Linked DNA regions of Mus musculus: regions 2, 3 and 4 are each linked to region 1. The links are chromatin contacts, called in public ChIA-PET, HiChIP or PLAC-seq and promoter capture Hi-C maps. All regions are on one chromosome and are shown on one strand. The core of a region is the stretch at or near the end of the contact, and the rest is flanking DNA. Distances in the headings are between cores, read along the strand shown. Region 1 holds the start of Rhobtb2 (Rho-related BTB domain containing 2). Region 2 holds the start of Fam160b2 (family with sequence similarity 160, member B2). Region 3 holds the start of Nudt18 (nudix (nucleoside diphosphate linked moiety X)-type motif 18). Region 4 holds the start of Slc39a14 (solute carrier family 39 (zinc transporter), member 14).

The links. ChIA-PET counts read pairs in DNA pulled down with a chosen protein or histone mark. HiChIP or PLAC-seq counts read pairs in DNA pulled down with a chosen protein or histone mark. Capture Hi-C pulls out chosen DNA fragments and counts their contacts.
Region 2: an H3K4me3 HiChIP or PLAC-seq map of bone marrow-derived macrophages shows a contact between it and region 1, with 4 times the contacts expected there. The contact joins the promoter of Fam160b2 here to the promoter of Rhobtb2 in region 1. A contact is called at or near these places in 4 of 39 promoter capture datasets (cranial neural crest, maxillary cranial neural crest, pre-B cells and 1 more), 2 of 484 Hi-C or Micro-C datasets (B cells and embryonic stem cells), 2 of 115 datasets of contacts at active chromatin or transcription factors (bone marrow-derived macrophages and memory CD8 T cells) and 1 of 9 other capture datasets (adipose tissue).
Region 3: a contact with region 1 is called in a promoter capture Hi-C map of liver. The contact joins the promoter of Nudt18 here to the promoter of Rhobtb2 in region 1. A contact is called at or near these places in 3 of 115 datasets of contacts at active chromatin or transcription factors (bone marrow-derived macrophages, memory CD8 T cells and pancreatic cancer cells) and 2 of 9 other capture datasets (adipose tissue and liver).
Region 4: a contact with region 1 is called in an RNA polymerase II ChIA-PET map of memory CD8 T cells, with 26 read pairs. The contact joins the promoter of Slc39a14 here to the promoter of Rhobtb2 in region 1. A contact is called at or near these places in 7 of 39 promoter capture datasets (the C10 cell line, cranial neural crest, frontonasal cranial neural crest and 4 more), 1 of 484 Hi-C or Micro-C datasets (B cells), 5 of 115 datasets of contacts at active chromatin or transcription factors (astrocytes, bone marrow-derived macrophages, memory CD8 T cells and 2 more) and 4 of 9 other capture datasets (embryonic tail, embryonic trunk, liver and 1 more).

Annotation. Positions count from the first base shown.
Region 1 is chr14:69,802,881-69,810,805 of GRCm38.p6, reverse strand. Rhobtb2 (Rho-related BTB domain containing 2) reads left to right here and starts at 5,261. Exons shown (of 10, transcript NM_153514.5): 1 at 5,261-5,769.
Region 2 is chr14:70,594,952-70,602,876 of GRCm38.p6, reverse strand. It overlaps Fam160b2 (family with sequence similarity 160, member B2), which reads left to right and starts at 3,042. Exons shown (of 17, transcript NM_194345.1): 1 at 3,042-3,135. The coding sequence starts at 3,091. It overlaps Dmtn (dematin actin binding protein), which reads left to right. Exons shown (of 16, transcript NM_001252662.1): 16 at 1-693.
Region 3 is chr14:70,574,064-70,581,988 of GRCm38.p6, reverse strand. It overlaps Nudt18 (nudix (nucleoside diphosphate linked moiety X)-type motif 18), which reads right to left and starts at 4,165. Exons shown (of 3, transcript NM_153136.5): 1 at 3,879-4,165; 2 at 2,864-3,077; 3 at 1-2,655. The coding sequence starts at 4,040. The coding sequence ends at 2,060.
Region 4 is chr14:70,348,360-70,356,284 of GRCm38.p6, reverse strand. Slc39a14 (solute carrier family 39 (zinc transporter), member 14) reads left to right here and starts at 4,861. Exons shown (of 10, transcript NM_144808.4): 1 at 4,861-5,005.

The DNA of each region.
Region 1 (7,925 bases), core at 4,012-6,511:
CGGTTTCATCCCTTCCAAAGACTTCCGTGTCTATTCCCAGCCCTGGTGGCCCTCAACTCACACTAGCCTGGCCTGATCGCATCTAGCCTTCCATGCTTAGCACCCGCACTGAATGTCAGTGAACTCTGGAGGTCATGTGGACCGACCCTTGTCTCTGAGAAAGCAAACCCAGAAAATATACTTTTTTCCAATATCACACAGTTCTATGACTGACAGCTGGCAGCTCTTTCTTTGCCAAACCACTCAGCCAACTCAGAGTGACCTGGCCAGACCCCCCTCGTAGCTGGGCCCTAAGGCTCTCAGGTTAGAGTATCAGAACTCTGAGCTGGGGCAGCAGTGGCCATGCCCTTGCCCTGGGTAGAGCCTTCCATTTGAGCCAACCGACTTTTGCATGACTCACAGTCTGCCTATCCCCGTTCACCAGTTTGTTTCCTCCCATCTAGCTTTCTTCCCTTTTGCTGCTTCCACCAGGATCCCGGAGGGAACCCAGCATCATGGGAAGACAAAGAAAAGGCTGGTATAGCCCCTGGGAGACCTCTCAGAACAACATGTGAGTGGCCGCTTTGTGGTGTTGTCCTTTGCTGCCTCTTTCCAAACTTTCACTTATCCATCAAACCTTTATTAAACATCTACTGTGTGCTTGCTGAAGCACTAGACTATCGTGACAAATAGATAAATGCTTCTTTGGATACACATTTCCCTTCCAAAGGAGTTCTCAGTACAGGTAGGGAGAGGGACAGAGCAGTGGTACTAGCAGTGTGTCCTGAGTTAGTAGTGAAGCACAGGAGAAGATGGGGGAACCCAAAGCTGACAGCAGGTGCTGGCAGAAGACTTTCTCGAGGATATGACACCCAGGCTGTTTTAAAGAATGATTAAGTATGTCCTAGTATGGTGGTGGGGCTGGGGAGCATCTTTGTGTCCCAGAGAGCTGCTCCTGCGAAAGCCACACCTCCTCATGGGGACCTGGTGGAGGTCTTACTCTGGTCAGAGAGCCAAGAAGAACCCGGGCTCCTGGCTCCCTCTTCTTACTTAGGCTCCGTATCTCAAAATATCTCAGCCTTTGCTCAAACTTTACTTCCGATCTTTGTTTCAGGTTCTGAGCAGGGAAGCTACCTGCTCCAGCAGGCACACTGCTCGTATCACAAAGTCTGGTTGGGGGATGGAGAGGGGTGACTCCAAGAGGAGATGGGCACTGTGAACATGTGCTTAGCAATCTAGAAGGCTGAGCTGCTGGTTAAGCACACAGAACACTCAGGCTGGAGGAGGGGTGGACAGAAGGGGTCTGTACAAGCTGGGCTGGCCTTGGAAGAGGTGGAGAGAGCCATGGAGAGGGAGCTAGCCTGGGTCTTGAGGTGTACACCTACCTTCTTGAGAACCACGGTGGAGGCTTATCTCTCCAGCAAAAACTCTATCTTGTAAGTAGGCATCTGCCCTCAGGAAGACGGCAGTCTTGTGATGGCCTGGCTTGGCTGAAGGGAGGGAAGGGGGGAAGTGACATCAGAAGACAGGTTCAAGGGTACTTTAGGTCACAGACAGCTGGGGGTCTGGGGCAGAAAATGCTGGAATGAAACCCATCTTTGTGTTGCAGAAAATCCCTGAGACTGTAAGGTGCAAGGGAGGGAGGCTACTGCACTGCAGTGCCTAGGCTTCATGGAAGGGTGGTGCTATGGTCAGTTAATGAGGAAGTGATGGAACAGGTAGCAGGTGACTCCAAGCTGCAGGAAATGGGCTGAACAGGATAGAAGGAAAAAGGGGGATAAAAGGGGGGTGGCGTGGGCAGAAACTCCAGGCCTGAGAGGAAACCTGACACAAGGAGAAGCAGCCTTTTGAGGTAGGCTGGTCAGCTCAGGATATGGGAGGCTGCCATTCTACAATGACAGCTGCTGGCTGCCAGTTGTTGGAGAAATCCCAGCCTCAGAGATCTGCCACTGAAAGGTTAGGCAGATAAAGTCAGGCAGTGGTGCGGTATTTCTTTAATCCCAGCACTCTGGAGGCAGGGGCATGAAGTTCTCTGAGTTTGAGGCCAGCCTGGTCTACAGAGTGACTTCCAGGACAGCTAGGGCTACACAGAGAAACTCTGCCTCTACAAACCACAATAAAGAAAGAGAAGGAAGCCGTGGGGGGGGGGGGGGGACACGCCTTTAATCCCAGCACTTGGGAGGCAGAGGCAGGCGGATTTCTGAGTTCGAGGCCAGCCTGGTATACAAAGTGAGTTCAAGGACAGCCAAGGCTACACAGAGAAACCCTGTCTCAAAAAAAAAAAAAAAAAACCAACAACAAATAAAAACAAACAAAACAACAACAACAACAACAACAAAAGAGAGTGAGAGAGAAGGAAAAAAAGAAAGGTTTGACAGAGAGATAAGGCAAGCATGGTCCCAGAGCTGGATACAGAGCCTGGGAAGAAGTGGGAGGCAGAGCTTGGAGGAAAAGTGCCATGTCCAAACAGGACTGAGTGGGCTCTGACTGGGCGTGCTGGAGAGGTGAGGTGACCGAAGACTTGTGACTTAGTTAGGGTTACTATTGCTGTCTATGATGAAATGCCATGAGCAAATAAATCAAGTTGGAGAGGAAAGGGTTTATTTGACTTCCACTTCCACATCACTGTTCATCATTGAAGGAAGTCAATACAGGAAATCAAATAAGGCAGGAACCTGGAGGCAGGGACTGATGTAGAGACTGTGGAGGAATGCTGCTTACTGGCTTGCTTCCCCTGCCTTGCTCAGCTTGCTTTCTTACAAGAACACAGGATGGACTGGGCACTCCCCAAACAATCACTAATCAAGAAAATACAGGCTTACCTACAGCTCCGTTTGATGAAGCCATTTTCACGATTGTGGGTCCCACCTCTCAGATGACTTTAACTTGTGTTAAGTTAACATAAAACTATCCAGCACAACTTCTGTGTGAAGAAAAGTTGCAAGTAGAGACTGGGACTGTGCACCCAGGTAAGGGCGGTGATTCAGGCCACCTCTCCAGCTAGCTACTGGCCCAGCTCTGGTCACTCTACTGACTATGAGCAGGTTTAAAACTTTGACATTTGCATTGGTCCAAGACTGGGCCCCAAACCTGCATGACCCAGCCAGGCCGGCTTTCTCTCCCATTGGCTAGAGTGTCACAGGCTCGGCGGCACACACTCTAGCTACCCTCTAGCAAAGGAGAGGCCTATTTGCCTGCTCAGCACTGTACAAGTGACATACTATGGGACACATGAAAGGTGATACCAGAGCACCCAGGTGGCAGAACTGGGTAGAGAGACTAGGGTCTGGGAGGGGAGGGGCCCTTGCCTGCTGTAGGAACCTGGAGAGGTTTTGTATAATCACTCTTAGGAGCATAAGCAATGAAGTGAAACTCTTCTGTGTCAAATGCAGAGGAAGAACATACCTGAGCAAAGCTTGCTTGCTTGCCTGCCCGCCTGCCTGCCTTCCTTCCTTCCTTCCTTCCTTCCTTCCTTTCGAAACAGGGTTTCTCTGTATAGCCCTGGATGTCCTAGAACTCACTCTGTAGACCAGGCTGGCCTTGAACTCAGAAATCAGCCTGCCTCTGCCTCCCAAATGCTGGGATTAAAGGCGTGTGCCACCACGCCCGGCTTCTACCTTCTTTCTTTTCTTTTTTTTTTAAGATAGATTTATTTATTTATTTATTTATTATACATAAGTACACTGTAGCTGTCTTCAGACACACCAGAAGAGGGCGTCAGATCTCATTATGGGTGGTTGTGAGCCACCATGTGGTTACTGGGATTTGAACTCATGACCTTCAGAAGAGCAGTCAGTGCTCTTATCCGCTGAGCCATCTCACTAGCCCCTACCTTCTTTCTTAAACATGCCTTTGAACTAGTATTTGTTTTATGAAGGCAGAATCTGAACAGGAAGTGTGAGGAAGCACTTCCAGTCACTGTCAACCTTCTCTTCCGCTCTGGGTAGGTGTTGGAGGCCAGGGACAGTAAAGTATCTGCCTACTGCACAATGATTAAACGAACCTGAGTACACACTTACTACAGGCGCCCTGGTGAGCAACTTTCTGTCCTAGGCACTCACAGACAGGGCATATTTCAGACAATACAAACTGAGTATTTATTTGCTTATAGCAGGGTCTCCCTACATCAGCCATATTGACCTCAAACTTTCCATCCTCCTGCCTCAATCCTATCAATGCTGGGGTTAGAGGTGTGTATTTTGGCCAAAAATCCAGTTTTTATTTGACTTTGGAGAGGGGTAGTAAACCTCTCTTTTATATCATATTTTGCATAAACCAACATTAAAACAGATCTGCATTCTCAAAAAGGACATTGGAAGTGTGATAGGGGAGGTTGCTGTGTGAAGTTTGCCAGGCTGCTTTAAAAAAAACTGTCCAGAGAGAATTGGTAAGATGTGTAATTCCTAGCAGTCCCGACCAATCTATGGAACCCAGCCTTGACCGGGGACCGCAGACGCTTCCTTCCGATGAACAGAATGGATGGCATTAGACTCAACCCATTTTTATTTTAGGGTTTAGAGATAAGGTTTTGCTTTGTAGCCCAGGTTAGTCTTGCACTTATGACAATTTTTCTGTCTCACCCACCCAAGTGCTGGGGATGACAGTCACTATATTTAGAGCACCCACAGAGGACTTAGGTAGGGATTCTCTGGCTAATATTTCCTTGGCATTCTTTGCAAAGTTATGGAGATTCTACTGAACTCTCTTTGACAACAGGTTGGGATGGGAACCTCTAAAGAAGGTCTAGGTGGCAGACAGGTCAAAAAGTACGGGTATCCATACAGAAAACTCACTAAGAGCTACAGAAGTCGGAGCTGCAGGGATAATGAAAAAAGAAAGGTCCCCCAGTACTCGGAGCAGCTGTGTGCGGGGTAGAGGCTTGGTTGAATTAGGGAGAAACAGGAAAATCTTCCCGTGGCCCTCTGACTTGCATTCTCAGGGCGCACCGCCGGATGAGTTTCTTCCTAGCCTCCTGGGGAAAACTATCCTGAGAGTCCTGCAAGGTTTTGAGACTGGCGAGGTCAGCTGCTGGCCATTCGTGGCTCCCAGGGGAAAAGGGAGGAGGTGCAAAACCAGGAGAGGAGCGGGAGGCGTTCCCGGGATCGGGGGCGTGTCTCGGGCGTGGCCTCTGGGTGTCCAATCCCCATCGCTCCGCTCTCCACCAACCACACGCCGCTGTGGGCAGTCCTTGTCACAGCAACCGTTCCTGGGTGCAGTTTTTTTCCTTTTTTTTTTTTTTTCTTTTTTTTTTTTTAATCCCTCTCCCCTCCAACCCCCCCAACTTTGCTTTTTTTGTGAATGAAAAAAGGAGGTCGTGAGCGGTCTCGGGGACTGCGGCGCTCGGCGTCTTAAGGCTGCGCGCGTGCGGCGGCCTCACCCGGCGCCTCGCTCTCTAGCGCGCCGCCCGCAACCTCCGCAGCGCAGCCGGGCGGCGGCGCGGCCCAGCGGCCGGAGGTCGGAGCGGCGGCGCGCAACCCGGCTCCGCGAGCCTCCATGACATTGGGCGCCCGGGTCGCGCGGAGATGCTGATCCGGAAGAGGCAGTGGCTGCAGTGCAGCGCCCCAGGCTGCTCACGTGCCGCGGTCCGACCAGGGCTCCTGTGCCAGAGTTTCTTCTGATCGTACCTGAACCGGGACCCCAGGAGTCTGGGTCTCCAGCACAGAGCAGCAGCGTCGGCGGCGCCCCAACTTGCACGCGCAGAGTGACCCCAGACATCTCACTAAAATGAGCGTGCTTAGCAGGAAGAGATGTGTTCCCTACACTAGAAATTACCCCGTCACATGTAGTGGTGTAAGTACACGATTGATTTCTATTATGGCCGGGTTGCAAGCAAACGTGCCACCTCGCCTTGGCTCATCCTTCAGCACCCTCCCCTCTCCTCCCTGCGTCCCTCCTGCCTTCCCCTGAGCTCCACTCTTCCCTTGGGCACTTGCTGAGTCTGCACAGTTCAGAGGGAAGAGAAACTAACCTTTCTTGGGTGTTTTTAGGGGAGAACTACATGTTTTGCATCGGTGTGTCGTGCCCCTCCCCCTTCCCTATTTATTTCATTAAAAAAAAATTGTGTGTGCAGAGCGGCATGTCAGGAGGGAAATAAGAGGTTCAGAGTGGTAGAGGTGTACCTTTTTCCTTTTTCTTTTACTTTCCTTTCTTTTCTTTCTTTCTTTAAAAAAACAAAAACAAAAACAAAAAACAGTACAATTGCGGTGTTTGCTGCCGGCAGTGGAGCTAGCTGATTCTTTGAAGTCAACTCCACTGTGGTCTGTCCAGCTGAGTTTTGGCAAACTACTGGTGGAATTCTTGAGCTTTCTTTGTTAATGTTCGGGTAGCCTAGGGTTGAAAAGGTTTATCCTGTATTTAGGCTTCTGTTTCTGTTAATGTGATCATTTAAGATCCCTTTGGGCCTTGCTTTACGTTTTCTGCGTGGGGAGGGAGGATCCACCCCTCCACCTTCGCCCATATTACAATGTCAGCGTCCACAGTGGGAGCTCCTTTAACTCCAAACCGACCTTTCCTTTGCTCCTCTCCTCCCGAGTCTTCCTTTCTATCCACCTTCCTTGCTTTTTACTTTCATTTTCTCGATTTTCCTCCCTTTCACGTTTTTTTTTTTTTTTTTGTAAGATGCAGGATGTGGGATATTGGTTGCTAGGAGACAAGCCAGGCTCCCAGGGAGATTGTCGTTTCCTTGACAACCAGACTAGGGCAGCCACAGATGAACAAGCCTCCTATCAGCTGTGGGAGGGAAAGGGGGGCTTTTGAGCTCTGCAAACAGTGTGTGTAGGGGTGCGGGGGTGGGAATGGGAGCCCTTGAGGTTTGTGGGTAATCCGAGCACACCTTCGGATCTGTCCTGGACAGAGCACAAAGAACTGGGGAAGCTGACGTGCAGGACACTGTTTGTGAAGGGGGGGGGGGGTAACTTGGGGACAAGAGTTGGGGAGGAAATCTCAGTGGCTTCAGGATTGTCAAGGGGGTGGAATCAGTGAATTGGAGGTTGTGATACCCTGGATGAGGGTGGAGGATGGTCAGGAGGCTCTGGAGGAATGGGGCTGGGACAACTGAGAGGAACAGTGTCCAGTCACTGAAGAAGGGTGTGCCAGAGGGAAAGGGACAGTGGGAAAGTTCACCGCATGGTTTGTATTGTCATGCATCAGCAGTGATCCAGAAAAGTAGTAATATTCTAGAACAGAAGTTACATTAATATTGCCATGGTGTCGTCTGGACAGGATCCTCACTTAAGACAGGCCTGATTAGACAAAAAAGTTCTCCTGGCTTAATTGGGCCAGCCTGTATCTTAAAGGGAGATATAATTACACATATGGATATGCAATCTAGCATTATATAATACTATATTACATAAGACGACAAATACCTCCTCCCACCCAGGCTCCCTTGGCGTGAATTTACCAAAATTCACGTGTTCAGAAACTTTCTTCCAACATCCTTATACCCATTTTCTGGAGGCAGAGACTGAGTCCACAATAAGTGCAGTGGTTTGCCTCTTCCTAGATAGGACAATGAAGCTTGCAGTTGTTAATGTAGGAATGACAGTGAGCAAAAGGAAACGCCAGTTGGTGGATGTGTTAAGGAAGCCTGAATTCAGGGGCAGTCAGAGGGGGCATGGGCTTCAGTGTGCAGATTAGATAGAAATGTAGCAGTCTGTGTCCTAAACTCATGGCCCATATTTACCACTCTCCTACTTGTTTGCTTGCTGTCCCCTACTGAAAACTCTGGAAATGAAATCACAAGGTGTGTGTGTGTGTGTGTGTGTGTGTGTGTGTGTGTCTGTCTGTGTGTCTGTGTCAGGTCATAAAGCAGCTGTACTTGGACATGGCCCCTGGATTTAAGAACCCAAGCCCCTCCCATTCACTTCCAGACCTATATGCTAGTGATTCCAAACTATAGAAGTACTGTTGGCCTGTGGGTTTCTGTCTTCATAGGTGAGATTCTG
Region 2 (7,925 bases), core at 1,793-4,292, 790 kb before region 1:
CGCAGGAGCAAGGGCTGGCCTAGAGAGACTGCTACTTGCCACCTTTCCAGGGGCTCTATGAGACAGAAAGCTATCTTTTGTAGCTAGAGAGAGCTTGACAGAGCCTCAGAAGATGACCTCAAACACACCGGCCTCCCTAGGACCCAAGGTGCCTCTGCATCAGGGAAGCCCAGCAGAAAACGTTACCAGGAGGTTACCACCTGGCTGCCAAGCACTGAGCAGAGGAAGCAGGAACGGAGACCTGGTAACTGAGGGACAAATGGTGCCTTGGTGCCTTGATGGCCTCTGACTGCCTTGGTGAAGCCTTCTGCCTGCAACCACTATGGAGCTGCGTGCCCAAGGTGGGGCTGAGTGTGCAGTTTGATTGGAAGATCAAAAAGAAGACGGGATGGGCTTGCACAGGGGAAGAGGACCAGCTGGCCCCAAAGCAAATAGATGAGAACCATTCAAAACAATGATTTTCTTACCATTGGAATGGAGTTTACAGCTGAAGACTGCCTTGAATCGCCTCCCTCTGCTTCTACCTCCTGCGTGTTGAGATGACAGGTGGACACCATTACGCCTGCTTCATTTGGGGCTAGGGAGCCAACCCAGGCTTTGTGTGTGCTAAGTAGACACTCTGCCTGAAAGACCTACATTCTCAGCTCCCGAATGAACAATGATTTTAAGTAAAGTCGGCTTATGTTTACAGCATTATCCTTGAAACAGACCTGCGAGAGCAAGGTTTGTTTGACCCAACAAACGAGAGAGCGTTTTACCTGAAACCCAAGGCTTCATAAAACCAATATGTGTGGTGTGTGTGTGTGTTGGGGGGCTGAGGGCAGTGTCCTATCTCATTTTGGGGGGAGGGCATTCAGGAGATCAAAGCCAGGGTCTTGGGCCTGCTAGGCAAGCACTCTACTGCAGAGCCAGCTACATCTCCAGCTGCCCAGCACTGGAGAGATATAGCCATTTTTCCAGGGGAAGCAGGACTGGGTTCCGCATATGTTATCAGACAACATGGACTATGTGATTATAAAGCGGACCCTGTTTACTTAGAACTCACAGCCGGGCGCTGTAGAAAGTTCACTGGTTACCAAGGGAAGCAACATATGATCAGATTGACTGGAAATGTTTGTGGTAGGACAAATTTTGACACTAAGTCCTAAAGGATTTGGAGCTCCTGAGAATTTAGATTCCTTCAAAGTGAGGCTCTTGACCCCCTAAAACAAAGCCTTAGGGAGAGTCCTTCATGCGTCCTTCTCATGACACAAAGATGTAAAACCTGGGCAACTTTATTGGTTCCCGAAGCTTTTGTTTTGGTTTTATTTACTAAACACCTCACCATTTAGAGTCAGGAGCTGAGGGCTTAGAATGCAGCACAGAGCGCTTGCTTAGCATGCATGAGCCCTGGGCTCTCTTGTTAGCAGTGGACACACCAGGCATATGCCAGATCCCAACACTAAGGAAAGGAAGATTGGGAGTCCAAGGTCAACCTCAGCTACACAGTAAGTTTGAGTCTATCCTGGTCCATATGAGACCCTGTCTTGAAAAAAGAAAACAAGAGTTGACTTTACAGTCATGAAATCAATGAACAACAAAAATATCTGATAATTAAAAAAAAAACAATGTGTCAACTCTGTTTCCTTTTCCTTTTTCATTTTCAAGACATGGTTTCTGTGTCCTAGAATTTGCTCTGTAGACCAGGCTGGCCTTGAACTAGTAGAGATCTGCCTGCTTCTACTCCCTGAGTGCTGGGATCAAAGGCATGTGACATCAAGTGCAATTTACATGTTTTTTTGTTTTTTTGTTTTTTGTTTTTGTTTTTTCGAGACAGGGTTTCTCTGTATAGCCCTGGCTGTCCTGGAACTCACTTTGTAGACCAGGCTGGCCTTGAACTCAGAAATCCGCCTGCCTCTGCCTCCCGGGTGCTGGGATTAAAGGCGTGTGCCACCATGCCCGGCCCAACTCTTGTTTTTAATGTCTCACTATGTTTCTAAGACTGGCCTGGAATTTATAGTGCAGCCCAGGTATGGTAACACAAGCCTATAATCTCCAGCCTTGGAACAAAAATAATGGTGAGTTTTAGGATATCCTGGATATTTAAGATAGATGTAAGTAATTTAATCATTTATAATTTATGTAAATACCTATATACATTTACATAATTTTTATATAATTTATGTATTATTTATCCATCTATCTATTTACTTATCTGATACTGAGGATTGAACCAAGAGCCTCATGCAGCCCTTGTTTTTTATTGTTTGCTTTGGTTTTTGTTTTAAACAGTTCGTGTCTTCAACCTCTCTCTCTCTCTCTCTCTCTCAGTGGTGTGTGTGTGTATGTGTGTGTGGTGTCAGTGTGTTGTAATTGTGTGAGTGGTATGTGTGTGTGTATGTATGCATGTATCTTTGTGTTCGGAGTGTGTGTGTCAGTGTGTGTGTGTGTGTATGTGTTTGGTACGGGATCTCACTACCTCCTTGAATTGTTGATACTACTGAGTGCTGGGATTGATTGCAGGTGTACCCCAATTGCTTTCTTTCCCTCCAGAGCGGGGGACATGAGACAGATTTTGCTGGGACTCTTCGGATCAATTCCTAATCAAACAGCAAACCTTAGAGGACATCTTTTCCAATAACGACCTTTTTTTTTTTTTTTATAAAAGTACTGAACAACAGGGTGAAATTAATATTAGCCATAACCTATTCCAATATTCCTAATCCATTACATTTAAACATGTCGTCAATTCTTCCCACTATGTCTTTGCCTTCTGGAGTGTCCTTGACACAGCTTGTCAGGGCCAGGTCATTTTAAACACTCCAGAGCCGTGTGTGTCCAGGGCTACTGTGTTGGTAGGATTGTGAGGGTGCACGAGGAATTAGAAGTCTCTGGGTGTTACTCAAAGGAATCTTAGGTCATCAGCTCCCAGGGTGCTCCCCACCGCCCTCCATCAGGACCTGCCCAGCCCTGGGCTTAGAGCGCCCCCGAGCCCTCCGGCAGGGGCGGGGTTTCAGAGCCGGGTCCCGCCTCCCGCCCGTTGGGCCGCCTCCTCCGCCACCGCTGCGCCGCCACCGGGAGCCGGGCCGCGAGCCGGGCCGGGCCGCCATCATGCTGAGCCGGCTCGGGGCACTGCTGCAGGAGGCCGTGGGGGCGGTGAGGCCGGGCCCTGGTCGGACCGGAGGGGCGGGCGCGGGCAGGGGGGCGGGCGGGTGAGGTGCGGGCCCCTTGGGCAGGGCCCCTCCCCTGGCCCCGACGCCGCTTCCGGGCTTCGTCTTCGGGTACAGTCCCGCGTCGCGGCCGCCAGGAGCGCCTAGCTCCGGGGTTCTCTCCAGACCGACCGGCTCCCTCGATCTTGCGCCTCGCTCTTCTGATCCTAAGCCCGACTCTCGTGATCCTGAGCCATGCTCCCTTGATCCTGAGTCCCGATCCCTCGATCCGGCCTCCGCACTGCTTCCTGTTGTGCTTCCTGTGTCCCACTCCCTGACCTGCGACTCGGTCCCCCGAGCCTGCGCTCCGCTCGGCTTCTTTAACGTTCCCTGTGCCTCGAGAGCTTCCGCTAGCTTTGTAACTCTTCTCTCCCCAAAGGTTCCCTTGTCACCAGCCCTTTCTCCCAGATCTGCCCCCACGCCTCCTCCTCCGCCCGGCAGCCTTCCTTTCTCGTTCCTGACGTTCCTCCATTCCTCCTCACCTGGGATTGACAACAGCCTTCCCCTTCCTCTCTTAGCTGCCAGACAACTACTGGGAGCAGGGGTTCCCGCACTGAGTTCCCTCTTAGCATGGGAGTTGCAGCCCTGAGTGACATAAGTCCCAGGAAGAAGGTGATAGAGACCTTTGCAGGGGTGGGTGGTCGCGAGAACCCGGAAGTAGCCCTCTGCAGGCTTATCTCAAGCCACTGAGCCAGCTGACCTTGAGTTAGGGACTTCAGCCTGCCGGAGGGGCTTTGAATGGAAGAGTTGTTTCCATGCAAAGCTAGCTTGCTTGCGCTCTCTCTTTTACCTTCTCTCTCTCCTCTCTCTCCTCTCTCTCTCTCTCTCTCTCTCTCTCTCTCTCAGTTTGTGTTTAGGCCCCTTTTTTCTGGAAGTGCATGTCCCTGGTCACTTCATTCAGCAGCCTTGCAAGAAGCTATTTGAAAAGTTAATTATTTTTTTCTCATTGTATAAGAACACTGTCTAATTGATGGGTTTAGTCTATCAAATTGTGTCCTGAGAAACAATCTTAGGTCTGACGCCCCCCCCCCCCCCCCAGTCAGAACCTTCATTGTTTTTGGTGTTTGGTGTTTGTTTGTTTGAGACAGGTTGTCTCTATGTAGCCCTGTATTCTTTAACTCCCTCTGTAGACCAGGCTGGCCTCGAACTCAGAGATCCACCCGCCTCTGCCTCCCGAGTGCTGGGATGAAATCACCATGCTAGGCTGCTATTGTTCATATCAATTGGCTCAGCCTTAGGAGAACTGGTTAAAGGAGAGGGAGGCACTTCTGTAACCTCCCCTCCCCCCACTGTCCAGCTCTGCTGTGAGGAACAGGGCCTAGGGTACCCCCAAGAGGGAGTTTCCAAAATGACCTTTTCACCTTTTCTTCTCCTTCCTGTCCCAAATAAAAACAAGTGTCATCTTAGAAAGCAATCTGATACACTAATTCATCCTTCTGGACACAGCTCAATTGTCAAGGAGGGTTGGCAGTGGGGACAGCCCTAAGCGTCCTTGATGCTTACACTCTGAGTACAGAAAGCTGAAGCACCAGGGGCTGCAGATGAAGAGAGCGGAGGGACATATTTTTAGGCAGGTTACCTGCAGTGTGCAACATACAGACCATGTTCAGAAAGTGTGCTTTATGCCACATAGGAATCTCTTTTCAGCTCCATCCACTGTCTGGGGAGTTTGGTCTTCCCTCAGGTTGGAACATCCAAGTGGAATATGAACCACTCAGAGTACGGCTTTCTGCCCCTTCCGGACCCAACAGTAGAGATCCTTGTGTCTCTTTCTAAAAAATATTGCTATTGTTTAGAGGAACTTGCCTGGTAGTTTTTTTGGTCTGGTAGCTAGTAGCAGCTGCAGGTGGAGAGCTCTGCCCTGCTCTCATCTGCCCCAGGATTTGATGGCTGTCCCCTCCCCCCCCCCCCCTTCCCTGCATCTCTATGAGTAGTCTTTTTCACTGAGCCTGGCACAAAGTTTTTTGGAACTTACAGATGAAATCTAAGGCTAGATAAGACCCTTTCACAGAAGCTTTGAGGTCACCGGGGTGCTGGCCGAGGATCCAAGGACTTTCTAGGATAAGAAAGTATGGCAGGAGTGTCTTCAGGAGCTTTCAGAGAGTTGGTAAAAGCTCTCTGGGGTTGCCAGATTAAAAAAAACAGCCCTAAACTGGCCCATGGCAACATACACTTTGAATCCCAGCACTCTGGGGGTAGAGGCAGGCAGCTCTCTGAATTCAAGGCCATCCTGGCTGACAGATGGAGTTCCAGGACAGCCAGGGCTACACAGAGAAACCCTGTATCAAAAAAAAAAAAAAAAAAACAAGAAAACAAACAAATGAAAAAACCCGCAGCCCTGCCCTCTGGAAGCGCACAGTCTATCAGAGCCTGAATAACTGTGGCAAATGGATATGATGAGTTGGGTTGCTCCTTTAGGGTGAAGTATCTTATTATTACAGTTGTTTAGTGTGGATGGGGGGAGGGGTGTGCCACAGCATGCATGTGGAGGTCAGAGATCCTGGGTCTGAGGTCAGAGGACACCTTACCAGCCTGGGATGAAGTATCTTGAAGGACTGTGGGTAATGCCTTTCTGGAAGAGTCACTGACCCTAAGCTAATCTTTCTAGTTTTGAGACAGGATCCCTCTTTGTAGTTCTTGATATCCTGTAGTTTGTTTTGTAGGCCAGACTAGCCTTGAATTCATAGAGATCTTCCTGCCTCTGCCCTCTGACCACTAGGATTAAAGGTTTGCTGTCACCACACATGATGACAATTACTTTTGAAAGAGGAGCCTACTGTCTGCAAGGAGGGTGGGGAGAGTTTCAAAGTCTCTGACTTAGTTGTTCCTTACTCCACTGTTGCCATGGCCACCTAAACGTCTTCCTCCTTTGTCTCCTCTTCCGTGTGACACTACCAGACAGATCCTTCCAAAACTCCTCTGAAGTTGTAACCGACCTTGCAGCCTTAAAAACAAAAACAGACTTCTTGACCTGGCCTTGGAGACCCACATGCTCCTCATATCCTTTCCCCTCATACCCTCTGCCCAGATCTTTCCCGTCCCCCTTGCACTGCCGAAATTTGGTCCACTTGGAGCTTCTGTTCTTTGGTAGGATCTTGAAAGGGATCCATTAGCAGCTCTTCTTTTCTTAAGACTTTTTTTTTTTAAAGAGATTTATTTTTATATTATATGTAAGTACACTGTAGCTGCCTTTAGACACACCAGAAGAGGGCATCCGATCTCCTTACAGATGGTTGTGAGCCACCATGTAGTTGGTGGGATTTGAACTCAGGACCTCTGGAAGAGCAGTCAGTGCTCTTAACCGCTGAGCCATCTCTCCAGCCCAAGACTTATTTTATTTTATATATATATATATATATATATATATATATATATATACATATATATATATATATATACATATATATATATGCATGCAAATCTAGGCTACATGTGTGCAGGTGCCCGTGGAAGCTACACGAGGGGGTTAGATCCAAGGGGCTGGAGTTGTGAAGCATCTGACGTGGGTTCTGGGAAGCCAGCTCCTGTCGAGTGCTCGTCACTGAGCCATCGCTCTAGCCCCTAGCAGTGACTCCCTTTACCATGTCCCTTTCTACTTCTGCTGCTTCCTCAGAGACAACTGGTTTGGGGTGCAATTTTGTATTCTTTTCTTGGTGACAGCCTATTTACTGGAGGTCTAGTTAGCTAGATTGCTTGTGGCACACAGCACAGCAGCCTGCACCTAGAAGGTACTCACAAGATGTACACCAAATGACTGGTTCTAGAAGATGCCTTCTCTGTGGTACCAAGGCTTTTACGGAGCTGCCCAGCCCTTACACTGACCTCACGGAGGAATCTCAAGACCTAGACAAGAGTAAAGGAGCAATGGCCCCCAGGACACTGTGGCCTGAGCAGAGACCTAGAGGAAGTTAACACCTATGGTAGGAACTGTTGATGCATTCCTGCCCTGGTAACAATTAGTTTTTCCTTTAAAAAATGTTTTGTTTTGGTTTTTTTTTTTTTCAGATTCTTAGGGGTACTGTATTTAGATCATTTTGACCTCTTACCTTCCCCCTACAAACTTTCCCATGTCCCCAGCCCCTTTCACACTAATGATCTCTTCTTTAATTGTTATATGTGCACACACACACACACACACACACACACACACCCCTCCCTTGCTGAGTCCATCCTATGTTGCTCATATGCGCACATTTAGGGGCTGACCATCTGCTATTGGATAATCTGTCAGGGTGTTAGTCCCTGGGGAAGACATTCGCAGACTCTCAGCAGCTAGCAACTGTCTGTAGCTTTTCATCTTGAACTTCCCCTCTTCTGTGTTGGCATGCCAACTCATATTGTCTTGATTAACCCCTTTCTGCAGTGTTTCCCAAACCTTAGGCGTAGGGTGCATTATGGTTGTGTCAGGGCTGGGAAGCCACTGTCGGTTCTTTTCTGCATTTCTCCCTAAAAACATTTATTGTACAAGGAAAGAAGGGGTTGTTTGTTTGTTTGTTTTGTTTTGTTTTGTTTTTTTCTCAGGCCAGTTTATCACCCTCGGTTCAAGGCCAGTGCCCACTAGAGAGCGAGGTTGGAGCGTAGAGATATGTATAGTAAAGCCTTTGAGTATGTGTATGCCTTTGAGTAAAATGTTTCAACAAAGCCTTTGCTATGTTTGGGTCAATTAGTAGAGGCTTAGAAAATGTTATGAGACCAAATCTTGAAATGTCTTTAGAGAATCTGCACTTGGTGCTACGT
Region 3 (7,925 bases), core at 2,916-5,415, 770 kb before region 1:
AGCAATAGAACAGGGCTCCCGACACCCTCCTTCTCTTGCTTATGTGCATGCATGTGCCTGCTCATGCGCTTGGACAGACACACACACACACACACACACACACACACACACACACACGCCAGCTCCCAGCTGGTTTCAGCAGCTTAGTCACCCTAGTGGGTGGACAGAACTGAGAACTGTCTGGGTGACAGTGATGTGTACTCAGGATCAAAAGCCACCAGGCTAAATGGTGGCAGTGAATGTCACTGCCCTTCTCTGTGTGTGGGGGAACTGGAGGAGTCCTGACCTGAATAAAAGGTTTTGGTTTTCAGTGAGACCATTAGGTAGCCTGCTTAACCCAAAATGTGTGAGCCCCTGGGTTCAACCCACAGCACTCCAAAAATAAAATAGAAAAGACTTCATTTATTTTGTTCTAGTTTTTGAAATAGGGCCTCACTATGTAGTACTGGCTGTCCTGGAACTTGCTATATAGATTCCTAGAGATCCTCCTGCCTCTGCCTCCCGAATGCTGGGATAAAAGGTGTGTGCCATCATACCTCGCTTTGGTTTATCATTTGGAAACTATGTCCTCAGGGAGTCTAAGGAGGATTCCTCTTTCTAGAGACCAGACAAGATGGTTACCAAAGAGGCCTGGGGCACTAGGAAAAGGATCAAGGAGTTTTTCTGGCTCCTCAAGCTACTGTCCTCTGTGAAAAGCAATGCTAGGAAGTGCGTCTCCTTGCTCAGAATCAGAAATCTAATGTGATGATTAGCAACATGGGATACATTTCCTTTGCTCCAACTGCTTTTGATTTTCATTTTCATTTCTATTTTTAATTATGTATGTCTGCATAGGAGATGTACACATTGAGTGAGTGCCCTCAGAGGCTAGAGAGGGTTTCAGAAAGCCTGAAGCTGGAGGTGGTTGTGAGCCACTTGGTGCAAGGACTGGAAACCAAACTCAGGTCCTCAGCATGAGCCAGCCGCATATGCTCTTAACTGCTGAGCGGAGCCACCTCGCCAGCTCCGAAGCTTTCATCAGATAATAATAATGATGCTAATGATAAGCAGCAGCATGCTGGAGCACATCTGTATTCCCAGGACTCAAGAATTGGAGGCAGGAAGATCACAACAAACTTGATTGAGGTCAGCCTGGTCTATGTGGGCAGAGTCTATCTCAAGAAAACAGAATCCTGTGCTGGCCTGGGAGTGTAACCCATTGATAAAAGGGCTTGACTTCTGCAGAATCTGGATGAGTCAAGGTCATCACCAGCTACATTATAAGAGTTCACAGTCTGCCTGGGCGACATGAACTGAGGACAGGGACATGAACAAAAACCAAAAAGCCAGGTCCGAGAGCACACGGAACAGGTCAGAGCCCAGGAAGCTCAAAGAGAAAAAGACTGGCAGAGGCCAACGTGTCATCCTCAGCTCTTTCTTGTTCCCTAGGCAGTTTCACCAGACCGAACCGTTCAACACCTGGACAGGTCTGAGCTGTGCTTTTATTAGGGGTGTGGTCACTTCAAAGTCCCACGCCCGCCCTGACAGGACAGGAACACTAAAAAGAGCCTGGGTGGGTCGAGGCTTCAGCGAGCATCGATGTCTGCCTCAGGATCCTTACATCCCTGCATAGCATCAGTGTGTACACGGTGAGGAAAGACCTGGGTGACTGTGGGTGGGACAGTGCCCCATATCCTCCCCACACAGACATTTAGGCAAGCAGGCAGGTTAAGCAATACCTTTTTACTCAGCAATGAGGACTCTGCCCTGAGGGATGCGTCCCCCATGTCCCATCCCTCTCTACATTCCTATGGGGTTGGAAGGATTGACATGCAGCCTTTTCCAAAGTGGACAAAGATGGTGCCATTTAGGGTTCAAAAAGTTCCTCACCAACTTAAAAGACAAGTACTGTGTGCCCTCAGAACTGAGCCCTTGAAAAGTGGATTCAAGACACCCTCCCTTTGGGCTCAATGTGTGGTCCCTGCCCCCTCAAAATGTGCAATGAGATCCCTGACTGCCAGCCTTTTCTCTGCCTCAGAGGGAGGGGGCAGCTCAGCTTTTGGTCCCTGCTGGAATCTCTCTATCTGCTCAGGGGGATCACAGAAGATTCCTGGAGTCTGTACAGAAGCAGTTTTTGTAAATCTTCCTCTAATACCTTCCACCAAAAGTAGTTTTCACCCCGAATCTTTGGGGGCTCGTCTTGGATTCCTGGGTTCCGAAAAGCCACGGTCACCAGCACATTCAGGCAGACACCATCCACATGGTCTCTGCCTAGGTGTTGCAACCCAAGCAACCCCTTGGTCTCCACTGCCAAACTGTGCAGAGTCAGACACTCCTGTAGGAGCCTCAAGATGGCCACCTTGATGCCGCCCCTTTGTTCCATAGGGGTAAAGCCACAGGCAGTGATGGGCAAGTGAGGTGTCCCCACCGTGCCCACCAACACCCACACCGACTGGACTGTTGTGAAGGTGGTCACCAGCCGTTGGCAGACCACACTGCAGGGGAGCTCTTGAGGCAGAATGAGAGGGTGCATGGCTTGTTGGCAGAATTTGGCGCCTAGCTCTACCAGGTGCAGAACATCATGGGCTCTAAGCGGTGTGGGCAGGGAGACCCGTGGGTACCAGCCGGCCTGGAGGGACTCAGAATCAGCATCTTTGGAAGTCTTGAGAACTCCGCCTAGGAGAGATTTGGGGGGTGGGGTGGGAAGAGGGCCAGTATGAGAAGGGTTGAGCCTGAGAGAGTAAATGGCCACCCCAACACTCCAGAGAGAGAGAGACCCCCAAAAGCTCTTAGCCCGTAGTAGGTCAATGGCCATAAGCAGAAGCCCACAGTATGGCTGGCTATGGATGAGGGACCGTGAGAAATGTCACTAGGTGGGGGATACCTGTTGGTCGAGCGAGGAACACAAAGCGGATCCAGGAGGCGCCCCTCTCCTCCACGGACAGCAGTGTCACTGGCTCACAGAGCAGCCCTGCCTCCTCCTTCACCTCCCGCTGCATGGCCTCCACGATGGTTTCTCCTGGTTCCATTCTTCCTGCAGGGAGGTACCATGTCCCCCGGCATTCCCTCTTGGCCTCCTGTATCATCAACACCTCATCCTGGGAGGGAGGGAAGTGAGACAATCTTCACTCCTACCCAGCCAGTCTGGGGGCTTCAGAAGAGTAGCCCCTACCTGGATGGCAGCCCAAAGCTCCCTTCTTGGTAGACAGACACCTTTAGGATGCTGGATCCTCAGGAGTCAGGCCCTGATATGGCTGAAAGCAGTGGCTGTCTCCGCTTTGCTGTAACTCAAACCCAGAGGGACTTCTGTTGTAGAAAGGGGCTGAGGACCTTGGGCGTTGCTCTAGGAGGCTTCCTCCTGAAGGTTGCCACCACTCCTATACTGACTCATTTATGCCACTGTCTTGCTCTTGTTCCCATGGGACTTACAAACCGCCTGTGTCAAGTCCTCAATCTAGGGTCTGAGGCTTTGAAACTTAGCTCCACCCCTATACCAACCTACCCCTTCTTGGCCAGGATTTTATAACGCTGACTTGTGCAGAAGTGATCACTAAAAAGAACTCTCACAGGATCGGAGGCCTGCATGTAAGCTCCCCATTACTCTCCCGAGGCGCCGGGAGAGTCTAGACTCCTGGAAAGGAAGGGGGCATATTACAGGCCTCTCCTGGTGGGGGGCGAGGTCTAGTGGATGAGATAAACCGCCCCGGGACCTCGGCTTCTCCTTCCATATTATAGAGTCTACAGAAGGACGATCTCAGCTCAGCTGCTAGTGTTGAGAGTGCTTTGCAACATTGGGAAGCGCCACATACAGGCAGCGGCCGTTGGCTCGCCTGTTCAGATCAGGGCAGGCGGCACGCTCCCGAGACCAGCCGAAGGCCAGCGGCCGGTCGGACGCTCACCTGCTCGTTGAGGAACACGGCCAGCACCACGTAGCAGACATTCTTCCGCAGCCGCACGGGAAACAGCGGCTTCCCAGCCGGCTCCGAGTCACAGCTCTGCACCAGCAACCCCTTTCCCCCCAGCACGGTGGCAAGCGCCCCTGCCAGGCCCTCCGTGGCCATCAAGTCTCCGGGGAGGTGGCAAGCCGGGACCTGCCAGACCCCCGGAGGCAAGCGGCCGGGACCTGAGCTGCGGTGGGCCGCGGCGCCCTCGCCCCCTCCCCTGACTTGAGGGCCAAGACTAACACGGAACCTCCGGGAGAGACCTGGTCGCTGATAGGCTGCGCGTCACTGCGGCCTGCCCGGATTGGCCAGCTCGCAGCGGTTATCGGGAGGGCGGGGCGCCGGGATCCTCCCTCTGCCCCCTCCTCTCCTGGGTTTCAGCCTCACTTCACACTCTCCCTAGCGATTAGCTAATTCACCCAGCACGCACTTGTCCGCGCGGGTTCCGACGGTGATGTCATCCTGCCTGTAGGGTGATGAACACCACTGTGACCAGGGTCGATGGCGTCACTCGTCCGATGACATTACGGAAGCCCAGACTCCGCCGTTCGCTCCCACTGTCCAGCTTTTATCATAAACGAACCACAGAAGTGCTCACGACGAATAGGCCCCAAATAACTTTCTGACTTCGTTAAAATGCTCTGAATGTGGTATGGCTCAGGCACATAACGTTGCGTTAGAAATTCTGATCTGTCTAGGTCGATGGACACAGGGCATTTTAAGAGTCCGAGGCTAAAGGATTGGTTTGGGGGTGGGGTGGGGGATGGGGAACGTGATTGACAAGCCTCAGAGGAGGGATGGGACAGGTGGTCAAGGTGGGACAAGGCTGGGGATGAGAAGAAGCTAAGGGGGGGGGGGATGAATGAAAGGGAGATTGAAGTCAGCACTGTAGCCTGCATCCGATCCTGTGCCCAATGCTTTTCCCAGGCTTCTGAAACAGACTCCATCTTTAGAGGGCAGGGGTGGTGCCCTCCTACCCAGCGTCCAGGGCCTGGTCATGAGGAACAGGGTGTGGGTTGTTTTGGCCAGCTCCTGCTTCTCTCCCAGCCTGACCTTTCTTCCTCTGAGCTTCTTTAACCTCCACTCAGGACAGGAAGGCAGGGCCAGCTGAGAGGAATCCACAAAGCAGGCCAAGTCTGGGCTCCTCACCCCATCCCAGACTTCCCTTTCCTCCCCCACTGCTGGCTCTGTGTACCTCCTTTGGGGGACAGTGGCTTGATGGTACTGACAAAGCTCTGGAGTTTAAAAGCCAGACATCCAGCCTCTGCTGACTGACGTGCTCTGTGCCCTGGGTGGCCTCAATGTCCTCATCTGTACAGTAGGTCTGTAACAGCCCTCCTTTTCCATACTTGTTGAGAAGCCAAGAGAGCTTGGGAGAAGCCATGCACTATCTGAACACCGTCACCAGGCAGCCCACCTGTTCTCCAGGTAGGGTCTCAAAGCCATAGTCCATAGAGCACACCTGCACATACAAGAACACACACACCGTGAAACTGGGGAGTATAGCTCAGCGGTAGAGTATTTACCTAGCATACACAAGGCCCTGAGTTCAATTCCCAGCACCACAAAACCACATCTGTGCTCTGTAGACTTGACTGGCAGGCGATCTCAGCCCTCCGGGACTGGTCTCAGCCTTTCTTCTCCCCGATGCTGATGCAAACTCCCTGAAGAGGAAATCTACGTGAGGTTGGATGGGCACTGTTAGTGGCCCACAGTATTTTCAGGCACTTGGACACTTCTGACTTGAGGCCACTGAAGACCTCCTATTTCTAAATTAACTGTAGTCATCGGCAGAGGGTCAAGATCAGGCCCCAGGGTGCAGAGCCACTTGTTAAAGGCCTCCTCTCTCTTCTCCACCTCTCTCTTCCCCTACCCTCCTCTCCCCCTACCCCCCTTTTGCTCTCTCAGTGCCTCAGTTTTCCCATCTGTGAAGTGGAGGCAGCACTGGTCAGACACTCCATTCTTTCTCCCAGGGATGATTTGGGAGAGGGTGAGGTCATGTCTGGGCAGGCTGGGAGAGTGGCAGAGGCGTCCTAAGATAAACAGCAGCCGGCCCAACTGCCTGGTAGAGCAAAGGCTGCCACAACCGCAGTTCCATTATCATGGGGGAAGGGGAAAACACGCATCTGCTGCGGAAGGCCTCGTTGCCTTGTCATAAGGCACATGGAAGCAATAGAACACCGAAAGCCCTTTGTAAAGGGTGAAGGGGACACACAGAAGGCATCTGAAGGGGGTACAGTCCTTCCCAGAGTGCTTGGGGAGGCAACCAAAAAGGTTGGATTTCTCAAGGCCTTAGGATAAAGAGCAGTGGTCAGAGACAGGTGGGTGAGTCTTGGACAGGAAGGGGATAATGAGACAGGAAAGGAGGCTGGGATAGCCCACCTCCACGCATGTCTTCTTTCCTCTGAGATAGAGGACACCCCTGGAGTGGATAGCCTTAAACAAGCGTAGTCCTACCAGTACTGATTTCCCAGAACCTACGGGAGCAGGCCATCTTAGGGTGCATTCATGCACACGTGTATACAACCTGTGAGCAGGGGAGATAAGGGGTAGGCAGAGTCAGGGACATGGTGACAGAGCTGGGCAGGCAGGATGAGCAAGGGTGTCTGGGATGCTGGAGTCCTTTACAATGTAGCAGATCCTGTCTCCTGACTAAGAGACAGGTGAGAAGGGCAGTGGAGGGGGATGGGCTGTTCAAATAGCTCATCTGCTGACTCGGAGGAGTCACAGCCACAGTGTAGATGAGACACCGGCATTTCTAGACCCTGGGACACAAAGGGGGACAAAAAATGGGAACACTGGTGAGATTCCAGTAGGTGGTGGCTTCCTAGATGGGATTATTTGGTTCTAGCTGTGATGCTAAGGTTCCACAGTGATGAAAAGACTATGTTTGAATATGGTTATTCCCACTGGGGGCACGAGGTCAAGGGTAACTGAAAGCTGTATGTGCTAACATTTGTTTTGTTTTTGTTTGTTTTTTAGAGACAGGCTCTCACTATGTAACCGTCTGGCCTTGGCCTCTACCTCTGAGGCTAAGATTAAAGGTATGTGCCCAGCACACCACGGTCTGTGCTATATTTGTAACTTGAATGTAAATCTACAATTATTTTAAGAGAAAAATGTAGGAGAGTTTTATAAGGAAAAGGAAAAAAAAAAAAAAAAAGCAGCCAACGCAGGAAGATACACCCCAGAGCTCACTTCCAGCTCTGTAGCTGGTGACATGGTGAGTCAGAGAGAAGAGAGGGAGCCACTGACTCTCCAGGGCCTCTGCAGGGAAAGGTGCCAGCCAAGGGCCCTGGCCCGAGCCACAGGGTCAGACACTGCTTGGACTGGCTCTATTCTTGGTCCAATCCTAGAACAAGTGAACACTGGTCCGGCTGCTGTTTTTAGGGGCCAGACAAATCTACCCCCGAGGGAGCTGTGACGGTAGAAAAGGGGGGGGTGTCCAGGGAACACCGAGGCCCTGAGCACCCCTGCCATCTGCCCCAAATAAACAAAAATGTTCAGTGTCCCATCTTTCCTGGGAAGCATTCTATATTGGTTCAGGGTGACGTGAGGACAAGGCTATAGAAGGCCAAGTGTTAAGAACATGTCATTCGGTGCTGGAGTCATCTCCCAGAAGAGGACGGAGATGTAGACAAGCCTGTCTTTAAACACCACAAAGCAGGAAAGTGAGAATGTCAATGCGGTGTCTTGAGTCAGGAAACTTGGTTCAAATCCCATTCTGTCATTAAAATGGCCGCGTAACCTCGGGTGACTTACTCAGCACCAAACGGCCCGTTTCTTCTATAAAAATGGAAATAGATCATCTGTCTGTGCTCCAAAATTTTGTCAGGGATTAAATGTGACAGTTTAAGTGACAAGAAAAACGCACAGTAAGGCATGGCTCTTCTCTAGAGCCCCCCCCAATCCTAAATAAATAAATACATAAATAAAAGTGAAAATGACTAAACTCTTCAATAAAAAGCCTAGCCCTTTCTTTTTCTTTTCTTTTCTTTTCTTTCT
Region 4 (7,925 bases), core at 3,612-6,111, 550 kb before region 1:
CTCTCTCTTTCTCTCCCTCTCTCTACCCCTCCCTCCCTCCTCTCTCTCTCTTTCCCCCTTCCCCAGCTATCTCTCTCCAACCCTCCCTCCCTCCCTCCCTCTGTCTCTGTCTCTGTCTCTGTCTCTGTCTCTGTCTTTCTGTCCGTGTTGACCAAGCTGGTCTTAAACTCTTAGGTTTAAGTGGTCCTTTCTTAGCATCCCAGGCTGCTCAGCTGCAGCTGGGTGTGAGCCACATGCCCAGCTAATCTTTTAAAAATAAAGTTCAGAGCAGAAATTAATAGAGGACAGAAAATTAAGAGAGGAAAGGCAACAAAACCCTAAGTTGTCTTTTTGAGATGAATAACACAATGGGCAGACCGGTGTAGGAGCAAACGATGGCTGGCAGGATGCCGTGAGCATGGAGGCCCGTGCCACCAAGCCTGACAGGCTGACTCTAGGTGGAAGGAGAAAGCATGTCCCCTAGGTTGTTCTCTGGCCTCCACACACTCACTCTAGCACACACACACACACACACACACACCCAGACACACAAAGAATACATGCTAAAAATAATGTTAAAGAAGGTTAGAGGGATAGCTCAGAGGCCGAGAGCACCCATGTGTCCACAACCTTCTGTGACTTGTGACTCCTGTTCCACGGAATCCCATACCCTCTTTGTCCTCTGCAGGCACTATATATATATATATATATATATATACATATATATATATATATATATATAGTACCATTATATATGTGTGTATATTACATACATGCAAGCAAAAATACTCATACACATAAATAAATCTAAAAATACCAAACATAAAACAGAGAAAGAAGAAACAAATTACCAAAAGCAGGGAGAAAGCAAAGATTATAGATTTTTGGAACATTGGTAAGATTTGTTGGCCGAGTTAGCATTCCCACTGCTAATTATTCCAGGGTCAAGCATTCTCTCAGTTGCCTGATTCACAGTTGAGGGCGCTGGCCATCATCTGAGCTTTGCCTAGCAGCCTAGGATGCTAACACATGGGTCCTTGGGTCAGATTTTGGGATCTGGGACACCATGTTTCCTCTGATCCTCTTAAATTTGTTAAGTCCTACCAGAACATAAGAAAAAAAAAAACATAGAAAATGCACCCTACCCGCCCCACCCCCCCAAAAAAAAGAAACAGAGAAACTGATAATTAATTTAAAAGTCTGGAAAAAAAAGCTGTGGACTCTTGGCCAAACCCAACACTGTTCAAAACTGACAGGAAGGATGAGGAGTCTTGGCTGTCCTGCTCATCCCCTGCCTGTCCTGTCGACTTAGTTGACTCTGGTCTGTGGCTTTCTGAGTCTTCAGCCCCACCCTCCACACTACAGGATGGATGTCTCATTTCTTTGGCTTACTCTGCAGGGCTCTTCCCCTCATCTCTCTTTCGGGAAATCTGTCTATATATGTTGGCAGGGGCTGTGACCGTGTCAGCTTCTTGTGTTCAGTTCCCTTAAATGTTGCCCAACACTGAAAATCGAGGGAGCTGCTAGCCAGTCCAACAAATATTTATAGAGAATCTGTTATGTGCAAACTGCTATGTTAGGGAGCTCAGATACAGAGTGAAATCTAGTAATCAAGGCAGGTGGTGGTCTAAGGTTAAGGATAGAAATGAAAGGCTTTGGGTCTCAGCAAGCTGGCTCAGAAGGGAAAGACACTGATGCCAAGCCTGACGACCAGGGTTTAGTCCCTGAGACCTACATGATGGAAAGAGAGAGCCAACTCCCTGCAAGTTGTCCTCTGACCTCCACACATCATGGTGCCCACGTGCATACAAACACATCCGCACACAAAATCAATCAATAGGCAGATAAGTGTAATTTTAAAAGCTAGTATTAGAAATGAAATGCTTTGAAGGCAAAAAAAAAAAATCCAAGTCCCATAAATCATATTAGTTCTGTAGATTACAAGTCAATCATGGTCACAAAATCAAGTTTAGTGGATTTGTCACAGGCCTTGAAGTCACAGAGATGTGACTGTTTTTGCTTCCTGAGTGCTGGGATGAAAGGCATGAGTCACCATGTCCAGCTCTTAGAAACTGAACCCAAAGCCTCAAGCGTGCTAGGTAAATGTTCTATACGCTCAGAACCTATTTTATGGAAAAATTGCTTGCTACATTATTTATACTGGAATTGTGGCACTATATTATTTTATTCTTCCCTTTCTTTTAATTTTACATCTATGAATGAGTTGCCTGCGTGCCTGGAAGTGCACCGTGTGCGCACAATGCCGGTGGAGACCAGGAGGAGGTCAGTACCCCCAGGAACTGGAGTTACAGAGGGTTCAAGTATTTTAAAAAAATAAATATCAAGTATTTTTAATAAATAAATAAATAAATAAATAAATAAATAAATAAATAAGGGTTTCCAAAGTCTGAAAGAGTAGATCAAATGTACTTCAGAACAATCAAGAAGCTTGCTGAGCGGAAGGGAATGGAAAGGGGAGGAGGAGGGAAAGCAAGTGATGGTGGGAAATCCAGGCTCCAGATGTCACTATGTATGGTGACCATCACTGTTGTGTCCTAGCAGGACCTAGTCGGCATGTGTCCTCTCATCAGGATGTGCCTCCTGAAGAAATGCCCGTGGGGGCGGATGCAGAGACTTAGGACCTTTTGATTTTGAGCTATGTTAATGATTAATTGAATTCCTCTTGTGTATAGCTTATCAGCTGGAGATAGCTTATCAACTCTGGGTGCCCCTGTGGACTTTGACAGTTCCACAAACAGGTGACAGTGCCACACAGATGGGTCCTGTGGTGGGGTGGCCCATCACTCCTCTTTCCCACTAGTGCTTTTGTTTGTTTGCTTATGTGCCTTGAGACAAGGTCTCTCCTAACCCAGGTTGGGCTCATACTCACTATGGAGCTGAGCTGGCCCTGAATCCTTGCTTCTCCTATTCACCACCCAAGTGGTAGCATTGGAGAACATGGGCCATCATGCCCAGCTCCCCACTCTGCCCCCTGAGCCGTCCTCAACAACTGCTTAATGCAAGCTTTAGTAGCCCTGACATCCTGTCTGGAATCCGGGGGATGAGGGTTTAAGCTCCCCGTCCTATTCAGAGCTTTGGGATGGCAGATCCTTGTCTCTAGGTGGGCTTCTTATTCTGCTTATTCCTTCTAGGGGGGGCCTGATGGGGAACCGACCTTTCCTGACAGTCCATTCCGCTTTGGAGTCTTAAGTGGGTGACATAATGTCTGAAAAACACTGTAACTTTAACCAAGGCAAATATTCAGCATTATTATAGAGTTGCAGGGGCCCGGGAGGCAATTCTGCAAGAGCTATCATTACCTCAAAATTACTCAGAAAGTAAATGAGAGGACCATCACAGGGTCTCCCTCTTACTCATTGGAGTACTGTAATTACAGAGTAAAGATAATTGAATTTCAGAAAAACAGAGTGGCCAGAAGAGTCTGAGTGGCCTCAGTAGTTTTATATCTTTTAAACTTAAGACCTTGCATACACTAGGCAAAGCATTCACTATTAATTTACAGAAAGGGTCTCAGGTAGTTCAGGCATGGTCTCAAATTCATTAAGGGGCCCAAGGCTGACTTTGAACTTGTGATACTTGTCCCCACTTCTCCAGTGCTGAATTACAGGTGAGCATTACCAGAACCGGTTGCTGGCCTCGAACTCATGGCTTTGGTGCGGTCTAAGCATACACTGAACCAAAAATCCCCCTTTTACCTTTTGAGAAAGGAGCTCACTAAATTGCCCCAGCTGGCCTTGAACTTGAGATCCTTCTGGCTCTAGAGTAGCTGAGATTATAGGTGTGCACCACCAGGATTGGCTATTACCTCACCAACCCCCAGCCCCACACTCTGGTGCTCTAGCCAGCCCGCAAGAGCAAGCTGCCATTGAGCTGAGTTCTTCCTGCCACCTGTTCTAGGGACATGGAGTTCTACTCCTATCACTTCCTTTTTGAGGGAACTTTCCCCAGCACTTAGATGCCATCTCTCTATTGAACAAATCTAGAGATACCACAGCCAGCTGGACACACTCCCTGTGCTAGAACAGAAACCCCCGCCATTCACTGGTTCCAGTGCCACTTGAGGTTCTTCCATGGGGCCCTCCCTGCCCCAGGTGACAGTTGGTTAAGCGATAGAGGAAATAATCCTAATATCCAGCTGAATAGAACAATAAGAGTTTAGTGGGTGGTTTATTTTTCTCAAGAAATTTGCATATACAAGGCTCAGTATCCAACACAATAGGCCCTTCCTACAGCGGAAGAGACTCCCTCCCAGGACAAACAAAACCTAAGGCTTGACCTCGCTCCTTAGGAATCTGATTAACTGTGAGAAAGAGGTGCGAAACTCTGAAAAAAAATGAATATGATCTTTTATTTGGATCGTTACAAGTTATTTTAATTCTTTTGGTTGGCTGGGGTAGGCAAAAAAAAAAAAAAAAAAAGCAGTTTATGAAGCGCTCCATCCTGCTTACAGAATATTTTAGAATTGGAGAAAACAGAAAAGTCTCTTAGATTCATCAACAGTGTTAAAACCACAAATGTCTACCAAGAGAGGGGCACTCTCCCTCAGGAGCGACAGGATGGAAGGTCACGCTGTGAGTTTCCCACAAAAGGGGCTAGGAAGGACAGATGGGAGGTTTCCAGAGAATAGCGGAGCCTGCAGGGCCTCCGTGAGTCAAGGATGGAATTCATCAAGGAAGGGTGGATGAAGCTAGAGAGAGCTAGGATGCGAGCCGGGGATGCACAACGCTGGAGGACCAGGTTGGCCAGGGTAACGACGCTGTTAGCTGGCGGTCCCACGTGGCAGGCCCGGGGGAGCGGGGCGGGGCAGCAGGCGGGGGCGGGCCCAGCGGTGACGCGCAGGGTATATGGCCGGGCATGCGCATGCGGCGGGGGCCGGACGTAGAGAGGGGGCGCGTGGCTGTTGGCGGGGACGCACCCACTCAGTAGCTGTGTCGCCCGCTGCCTTGGGGGGGGGGCCCTGGATAGTGAGGCTGCGTGGGCCCGACTGCCGGCTGGAGGACTTCAGGTGAGGACGGACCGGGCGCAGGCAGGATGGGAAGTCGGGCGCCTCCGGGTTAGGGGGGACACCGGGTGGGGGTTGGAGACACCGGCACGCCGAGGACCCAGAGTCTTTTCGGGAGGCCGCGCACTCCCTGAGCCCAGTCCTGGTAGCACCTGATTGCCGTGCCACGGTGGCGAGGAGAAGGAGGTCACTGCGCTGTCCCTTCAGCTGCAGGGCCCGGGATGTGTGAACCAGAGAAGGACGCCGGGGAGGTCGATAGCTGCTCAGAAAGGCTGAGATGAGCTTTCTAGAGCCCCAGGACACAGAGCGCAGAGGAAGCGGAGTAGATGGGTAGATCAGATGCTCTGCGGTGGCGGCTGCTCGGGGGCTCTGGTGTCTGGATCTTGCATCCCAGGAACCTATGTGTCCTTCTCCCTGCCCCACGCCAGACCACCCTCCGGCTGGAGAGTGATGCCCGATTCTTCTGGTTGGCTTGGGCAGGAGTGGATAACCGCAAGGGTGGCACCGCGCTGAATTCTCCCCTGACTAACGGCAGCGATGCCTCTTGGGCTCACTTAGGTTGGGACTGACCAAATTAGGTGGTCTGGTTACCGGCTGCTCCCTCTTAGAGTTTTAAAGCTATAGCTAAAGTAGCCATCAGACTCACCTTGTGATCCTGAGGTAGATTCTAAGCCGGAAAATTGCCTCTCTGGGTTGTGGGTTCAGCTTTAAGAATCTTCTGTCACCCCGGGGCCTAGATTCTAAGCTGATCTGTAGTCTAAATAGTTACATGGCTTGTGCGTTCAAGAGAACTCTCAGTTTGGTTTGGTGAGGGGTGGAGTGCTTTCCTGTGGCCTAAATGGAAGGATAGAGGCAGGAGCACTTTGGCAGGCCCCTCTTCGTGAAGTAACCTGGCTTTGGAATTGTAGCATTAGCTCTTTTTAGCCCCTGGTCATTGGGATAGATATATTTGCTGGAGGTGCTGATTTTAGGGGACGATAGAAACTGGCTCCGGAGTGACTATCTGGTCACTATTCTGGTTCAGGTTAGTACTGAGACCAGCCTGAATTGTCTATCCAAAAGATGTACAATTCCGTACTCCTTACCTATTAAAACAAATCTTCAACACTGAGGGGTTCCAACGTGCCTCCTTGGCCAAACAGCCAGAAACATGTCCAGAATCACAACTTCTGACAACTAGAATTAAAAGCCATCTAGTCCCCTTTCTATTGGTGACTTAGTTGAGCTCTTTGCTAGTGGTTCAAAGTCAGGAGGCCGTGTATGGGTCCTCTTTGTGTGACTGTTTTATCATTGTGACTAGAGACACTGAACTGACCCAGGATATGGGTTCTTCCAGAAGGACCCTGGCAGAACACTTCTTGCTGCTACACCTGGCATTCTGTGGTTCACCTGGACAGTGCAGAGGCAGAAACAGGGATTAAAGAACCCAGAAGCTGGCTAAGCAACCAACCGACTTGAGAAGTGGCAGAGCCTATGTAACTGGCCTTGCATGTAGACAAGAGGAGAGTTAGAGGCTCCTGGAGATCTATCCCGAGCTCTTTTCCAAACCCAGGGTTGATGCAAAAGGCCCAGGTCCCACGTACAGTGTTTGGTTTGTGCCCCTCAATGGCCACTGTGGTGGGTGCAGGCAGAAGGCTTACTCTGCCTTTCAGGCAGACAGTGGCAAGTGGGGAATTAAGTAGCAACACAAGAGTCTCCTTGCTGGTTGGAGTAGTTTAGAGAAGGGAGCTTGTTTGAGGTAAGGCACAGTGGCAGAGTACTCAGGGCTTTGGAGCTAGATGTCCAAACCCCAGCCCCATCACACTCCAATAGCCAGTCTGTTCTCACTGACTGGTGGAACGTTGTGGTCATGTCTGGAATGTGGCTGACGCCTCAGTAGTGCCACCATTTTTGTGGGTTAGACTGAGAGGTTTTGAGTCCCGGCTGCTCAAGTAGGCTGGATTGTAAGGACGGTGGAAACCTAGACATAAGGTAGATTGTCTCCTCCTTAGCAGGGTATAAAGTGTCCCTTGTCCTCCTGGGAGACTCCTTTTCTGTGGCTGACCAGGGGAAAAGCGCACAGACTCATTGGGCAATCTTAGAGAAGATGGGCGTTTTCCTACGGGAGTTCTACTGGAGGTTCTTCTTTCTTCTGAGACTGCTCCTCCTCAAGGCTTAGTGATGGCCAGGAAGGACCCCATGTCCTCTCCATCCCCCACCCCCACCCCTGTTTGTGTAGGATACACAATCACAGGATGGGTCCTGGTTTCAAAGACTTCTTACCTCCTTCCTCTTTTCTTCCCTGCACCCCACATGTGCTCTTCCCCGACGCCTCACAACCCTACCAGATGTATTCTCTCTATTCCATTTAATGCCAAAAGAAAGTAACACCTGCCATTTGACAGAACCACAGGCTGCCTTGTTGTCTGGAGTGGCTTTTACAATGAAAGATCCTGGACTCAGAGAGGTTAATTGATGTCCTCGAGTCACATTGCTTACTAATGACAGATTTTTTGGGGGGGAATACCAGAGAATTGCCCCCCTCCCCACACCCCTTTGGTGAATTTACTGAGAGTCCTGTCTTTTTCTTGGCACACTGGGAAAGGGGGCCAGTCACTGCTCAGCACCGCTGGAGTAGTTTGGGGAAAGCTCTTTCATTTTCCTGCAGGCTCTGGAGGAAAGAGAGGTTCAGAAAGAGCAGGGAAGGAGAAAAGGTTCATGCTACCCCCACCCCCCCCCTACACACACACCTTGGAGTTTAGGGCCTTCTCTGACTTCCAGGCTGGCGGCTGTCAGAATGCCAGGAGATAAGAAGTCCAGAGTCTGCTAACTCAGGACTGATGCCAGCCAGGGCCTCATGCTTGCCCATCACAAGGACTCCAAACCCCAACTGCCGTGGAGCCTCCAGAGAGGGCCCTTGGTTCATCCAGACCAGCTGGGAAAG